2 separate regions of the Mus musculus genome follow, and region 2 is linked to region 1. A link is a contact called in public Micro-C data. All regions are on one chromosome and are shown on one strand. The core of a region is the stretch at or near the end of the contact, and the rest is flanking DNA. Distances in the headings are between cores, read along the strand shown.

Region 1 (3,201 bases), core at 284-2,783:
CTGGAAGGTCTCAGAACTATAGCCTGCATCAGTGAGCCATCCGCATGGTTGAATGAGGACACCTGCTGCCTGTGATGTGTCACTGAGTGCCTGGTGTCCAAAGGGGAGTCTAGAGAGGAGTCTATGTCACCTTTGTCCGGGTGATTAGAGGAGGGCCTAAGTAGAAACTCCAGAGCAGTCCAGAGGGAGGCAGAAGAGAGAGTGGAGAAGGCAGACCACCTAGGATAGATGGAAAAGGAAATGGCGGTGGGGTTCCCGGTCACAGACTCAACCTAATGAACTCTCCCTGCAGACTGATGAACTGCACAGGCGTGCCACAGGGGAAGCCCAGGTGGCAAGCAGCCATAAGATGTCCTAGAAATATGGGCAGCTTTAGGACCTGAGGGTGTTTAGGACCAGTGCCTTTAGTGCCCCCATCCCTCTAGTCCCTCACTCATGCCAGGACATTACTTCAGGCCACTGGTGTAGACTTAAAGGCATAGTTATAAGCAATGTGTGGGTAAGTATAATAAGACACAGAGAGGTCAAGACAGCCACCCAAGATCACACAGCTAGAAAACACTGAACTCAGGACCTAACTTTAGTCTGATTTCTTCCTATGGTCCACAATAGCAAGAGAAAGCCAGGTTCCTCTGCAAGGGGCCAGAGCATAAATATTTAGTTTTCACAGGCCTTCTGGGCTCTGTCCCAACTAAGTTCTGCTGTTGTATTACAAGAGAAGCCGTAGGCAACACAAGAAGCAGTGAGTGCGGCTGTGTGCTAATCACTTTTTCTAGACCAGGAGCTGGACTCGCAGATGCCAGTCATGGCTGGCAGAGCCTGCCCTAGAGCCCGTGGTTCTGTGCTCACTGCAGGCTGTGAGGGAGAGGGAACCACACAGACCTGGAGTCCCATGGTTCTACTTGTTGTAGCCCTCTGTCCTGGCCACTCCAGGTGAACAAGAGAATTCTTCTTTAAAAAAAAAAAAAGGTACCTCCACGGCTTACCCCAGGTGGGTTGTAAATTTAAAAGTAAGATCATTCGCGCCAGGTGTGAGGGGCAGTGGTCACTATCAGGGATATGATCAAAGAGAGGATAAGACAGATAACTTCGGGTTCAGTTACTGCAGGGCAAGCCACAGTAATGCCATTGACCTAAACCCAAGAGGTGTGGTCTCTCTGCAGGAACAAGCTAACCTGCACCCTGTGAAACCCCAAAGGGATGCGCAGAAGCCTCTGGTGGGAGAGATCTTTTCACTACTCCCGGGAAGGAGCAGCTGTGGCAGCTTGGTAACTCCCCAGAGAGGGCCAGAGGCAGCTGTTCACAGGCTGGGCACAGCAAATTGTGTGATATGCTGGGTTCTGGGGCAGGCCGCCAAGCCAACCTGGGGCGCCTCTGCACCCCACCCCTCCACCGCCTGCTGCCTTACTGCTGATTCACAAGCAAGGCCAGGATATGCCAGAAGGATCCGAAACGGCTCTCCAGTGAAACACACTGCTGCTGAGAGGGACACATGGGGACCAGGAGGCCGGGAGCAGCTTCTGCTGTTTCCACACGAAGGTCGTGACCTTGGCAGGGCAGGGAGGATGTGGGAAGCTCCATCAATATCACTGGAGGCCTGGATATGGATCAGGTTGCCAGAGCCTGGCAGCCATGTTTGGCGGAAGAATCACTCCTCAGAGGGGATGCTAACTTGGGATTTGAGAGGGAGAGGGGACATGCCCAGAAAAACAACAACAAAACAAAACAAAACAAAAGGCTAAATTATAAAGCCAGATGATGTGATGAGGGCCAGCATAGGGCAAGACATTAAAAGAGGGCCACGGAACAGGAGTCGCCTAAGACGTCTCATCTGCCTGAACACCACTGTGCAAAGCGAGAGGCCGTTTTAACGATGGAAGACAGGATAGCTGAGCACAGATGTCCACCTCCCACCTAAGCTACCCCCTTCTGCAAGTGACAGAAAGGACCCTGCAAGGTAGTTACAAAAATAGGAGAATCTGCTTCAGTGTTGGAAAAAGAGGAGCGAGAAGCATCAACATGCCAGCAATTTTGAGGAATTTCAGAGAGGTACGATGCCAAGGAAACCAGATTGAAGGCTGACTCACAGCCCTGCTTCCTGAGCAGGGGGCACTGTGCTGTGGGGAGGGAGAGTGTACTGGGGCTGGGGGCAGTCACTGACCACATAGCCTACCATGTGCAGCTAGGCACCAGAGGACAGGCTGGGCCACAGCAGGGTGCTGCTCAGGAAGAAAGACGCTGGGCTGCGGCAGGGGGTACGGACCCACTTGGAGGAGCCCCCTTCTCATCACATGGCCCACCTGCCTTCAGCAATGGTTTGGCTATGCTGTCCAATAACAAGCAAGCAGAGCTGTCCAAATCTAGTTTCTCCACGGTGTCATGCCAGACACCACAGGCAAAAGAGCAAGGGCAGAGGCCAAGAGTGACCCTGAACATCTGGAGCAGCTGTTTCCCACCTACAAGGAGAAACCATGAGTAGCTGAGACAGTTCAGCACCATGTGACTCCTTGGCCCTCAGCTCTCTGTCCCTGGCTTTGAGTTTTGTCTTAGACTCAAGTGAAAGTTCAGCAGAGGCAGCTAAAACCATGGAGACCCACGGAAAGTTCATGGATGCCAGGGCGTCCCAGGTCAGGGAGGATTCGGAAGCCATGAGCCGTAAAAACAGACAGTGAACATGAGCAGAGGAAGGGCTTCATCAACGAACAGATTTGCTACCGGAAGTAAAAGGAAACTGTCACATCAGTTCTGTGCTTCACAGATGAAAGCAAACCAGAACTCTAAAATGCTGGAAATGATACAGTGAAAGAAACTGAAATTCAAAGGACCCCAGCAGAGCTGAGAAAATGACGGCAGGAGATGAATTAAATTACTGAATCTGAGAGTTAAAGACACATTAGAGGCAGCCAGAAGCAAACCTTAGTTACAGAGCACTGACAGCTGTGTGCAAGATAACCTGAGATCTCTGGGAGGTAACGTCTCCTGGACATCAGTGAGGGTGGAGATTGGGATGCCAGAGTGAGAAGAGCAGCAGAGAGGAACAACAGAGACTCATTCTGGAACTAGGGGCTCCCAAGGGGGCGGTGTAAGTGTGAATTCTGGAATTTGGTTTCTTAAAAACACTGACATATAAGAATGTGGTTTCATTTTAACCTCAGGTGTGCGGATATGGGGCTGCTTCAGACTGTCTTCAGCAACTGACTA
Region 2 (3,201 bases), core at 475-2,974, 140 kb after region 1:
TCACAGGAGAGGCAAGGCTGGGATCAAAACCTTCAAGTGAGGAGAGAAGGGGTGATGTATATGTATGAATACAAGTGACCTGTACAAGTTAAAAGGGCTGAGGGATTTTCCTGCAGAGCCTCTGGGATCAACCAGACCTTCGACATATTGAGTGGAGCTTAATTAGACCATTTTTGGACTCCTGACCTCTAGAAAGTAAGATTATACATTTGTGTAATTTTTTAAGCCACTAAGGTCATGGTTATTTTTATAGTAGCAGTAGTAAATAAATATTGCATACCACTCATGTTAAGGCAAGACCATCTATCAAGAGATTAAATGTAGCCAGCCTTCCTTGCAGCTACGTATGGCTGTGTGACTAGCCTCCCTTGCAGCTATGTATGGCTGTGTGACTAGTCTCCAGCAATGCATGTGAATGGCAGTAGTGTAAACCATTCCTGTGCCAGCTTCAGCTTTAACACAAGCAGCTTGCTCTCAACTTCTGCACTTTATTCTCCCCTCTTCCATTTCTGGTAGATAAACATACAGATGTGACAGAGACACTATTGTGATCACGCCTATGAGGGCAAACTATATGACACAGGGGCTGAGGAACTTGGATCCTTGAAAGACTTTGTGGAGGAGAGATGGCTCATTAGCCAGGATCAGCTAGGTCATTATCTGAGAGAATAAATATATTTGTGGTGTGTATGTGTGTGTGTGTGTGTGTGTGTGTGTGTGTGTGTGTAGGGGGGTCATGTGAGTTCACATACATGTGCATTCACATTTGTAGGCCAGAGGTCAATGATGTGTTTTTCCACTGGAGTCCTCCACCTTGCCTTTCTGAGACAGGGTCTCTCACTGGGACTTAGAGGTCTATCTGATCAGACTGGACTGGATGTCCATTGAACGCCAGGGATCTCTACAGTCTCCACCAAGAAATACAGTTTTAATACATTTAGTTCAGTCACAATCATAGCAGCCACCATGACAGCTTAATTGTAGTGTAAACACACTATTGACAGAAGTTCCACAGAAGGGTTGGGGAGATTTCTAAGTCATTGATATGCTCACTGTACAACCATGAAGACCTAACTTTAGTCTCCAGTTGAACCTAAAGCTATGCACTTGCGATCCTTTCACCGAGTGGGGTGACAAGACGAGCCTTTGATGACCAACCAACCTAGCCAAATCTGTGATCTCCAGATTCAGTAAGAGACGATGTCTCAAAGCAATAAGATGCAGAGCAATGATCTCTGGCCTCCACATGTACACACATGTGCATGCACACACATAAACATACACACAGCCACAGGGACACAAGACCAAACTTATCTAGACAGTTGTGTTTAGACACAAATGTTCACACTCTGACAGGATGAATACAGGGTACAGAGGTGGCTGGGCACTCGGGGAAAACACCTTCCCTTCTGACATAGGGAAAGAGTTCCAGATTGACAGAGTGGTCTTAGAGACAGCCATTCACACTGCATATGTCCCCAGTACTGCCATACCCTGCCTTAGAAACCTATAAACCATCAGACATCCATCTCTAAGGGAATGGGCTTCCCATGTGACCAAGAGGAGTAGAGCTCTATCTGTTCTCAGTGTGCAGATTACTCAAGTCCCCCATCTGTGGTAGCTTCAGATCAGCTGGCCTCATGCCTGCTTCTGTTGGGCCAGACCCAGGCTCTTTACCAGAGAAGAGTGTGCTGGCCAGCCCCAGCAGCTGCAGTCTTGACCCAGACAACAGCTGTGGAAGACAAATCACCTTGCTCATTGGCCTTGTGCTTTTAACAGCTGGAGGGCCTCTTAGACTGGCTCCCTGGGTCTTACAGGGACTTAAACAGGTTGCTAATGTTTCAACATTTTTTCTGTGTTGGTGGTTTTGTCTAATGGTGGTTGGCTATAATCTCAATCTCTTTTGGTATCAAATATATATATATACCAAAACTCTCTAAAACATACTGAAAAGTGGCCCTGCGACACAGGCGCATCACATCCCCTCCCTGCTCCAACTCCTCCAATGCCCTCTACCATATAGTCCTGAGGACCCTACCCACTCTCTGACTTGGCCCTGCTCTCCTCAGCCCCGCAGCCTTCCTTTGTCCTGAGCCCCAGCAAAGCTCTCATTTCCTCTAGCCAGCCTCCCTCCAGCACCATCTCAGAGAGCACTGCAGCCTTCTAGAGGGAAGATTCCACCCCACACCATGACCACACACTCCTGACACTCCTTTACTGCTGGTTCTGGTACAGTTTGAGCTTCCCTAATCCAAACATCCCAAATCTCGAACACACCAAAACCAGAGAATTCAGAACCTGGAGTTAGGGCAACGCCACACAGCCATGGATGCTCCAACAGTGATCGAGACAGACACCACTTTGTTTCCCAATGGTTTGCCATTCAAAACTTGGTTCCATGAACAAAATTGCCTAAAATGTTGTATAAAATTATCCTTAGCATATGTGTATAAAGGATGTAGAAAGCACACATGGAATTCACGTTTAGACTTGGGTCCCTCACAAGTTATCTCATTACATGTAAGTAAATAGTCCAAAACCCAGGAAAACCTAGCACTTTCTGGTTAGCTCTATCTAGGTTAAGATGATGTTAATTTGTGCGTCGATTGTCTCTTGACCACCACAAACACTCTCTGTGGAAAGGTTCTTTGTCTTATTCCCACAAGCCCACCTTGGACTCCTCGCTGCTTACAACATTTGCCGGCACACAGTGGGGTAGATGAAGAAGATCTCTTAAATCAGCAGTGTAGTGACATTAGCAATGCATGAGGACCTACTGATAGAGACCACTCTTTTTTGTTATCATTTTTTGACAGCTCGTCCCTTGGCATCTCGTTCTTACCTTGATCACACTGCTTTTGACTAAACTGCTGTGGACAACCTGTTTCCAGTCAGAACACCTGCTACCCTCCCAGGGGCACCTCCAACCACAGCTCTCTCACATCGCCTTCCACTCCACACACCTACTTAGAGCCCAGGTCTGATCTCCGAATAAACAAATGGAACCTGTGCACGCCAACCAGGCACACCTTTCCTGCACAGTGCATGGCTCCCTCCGCCAGGCAGGCAGCAGCTGGCATAATCACGAGGTTTGTAATGCGCAGCTCTGCAAGGCTGCAATTAGCGCTTGACAAGCTCTTTATGGCCCGCAATTGAAATGTCTGTGGTGTTGTAATTCAGTTCCTCCTTGAGGTGAGCATG

What was found. A called contact is a pair of places that touch in the nucleus more often than the background predicts.
Region 2: a contact with region 1 is called in a Micro-C map of muscle stem cells, with 2.6 times the contacts expected there. The contact joins two enhancer-like sites. A contact is called at or near these places in 3 of 484 Hi-C or Micro-C datasets (ECoMG-derived neutrophils, bone marrow-derived macrophages and muscle stem cells) and 1 of 115 datasets of contacts at active chromatin or transcription factors (embryonic basal ganglia).

The regions. Positions count from the first base shown.
Region 1 is chr4:46,826,253-46,829,453 of GRCm38.p6, forward strand. All of the region lies in intron 3 of Gabbr2 (gamma-aminobutyric acid (GABA) B receptor, 2), which reads right to left. Among named protein-coding and RNA genes, the nearest start is that of Gm32208, 22 kb to the right of the region's middle. Within about 2 kb of position 1,534, at least 42 of the 459 cell types and tissues checked have an H3K27ac peak or open chromatin away from gene starts, as enhancers often do. A contact at or near this core is called in muscle stem cells, where this site is marked.
Region 2 is chr4:46,965,092-46,968,292 of GRCm38.p6, forward strand. All of the region lies in intron 1 of Gabbr2 (gamma-aminobutyric acid (GABA) B receptor, 2), which reads right to left. Among named protein-coding and RNA genes, the nearest start is that of Gabbr2, 25 kb to the right of the region's middle. Within about 2 kb of position 1,725, at least 1 of the 459 cell types and tissues checked has an H3K27ac peak or open chromatin away from gene starts, as enhancers often do. A contact at or near this core is called in muscle stem cells, where this site is marked.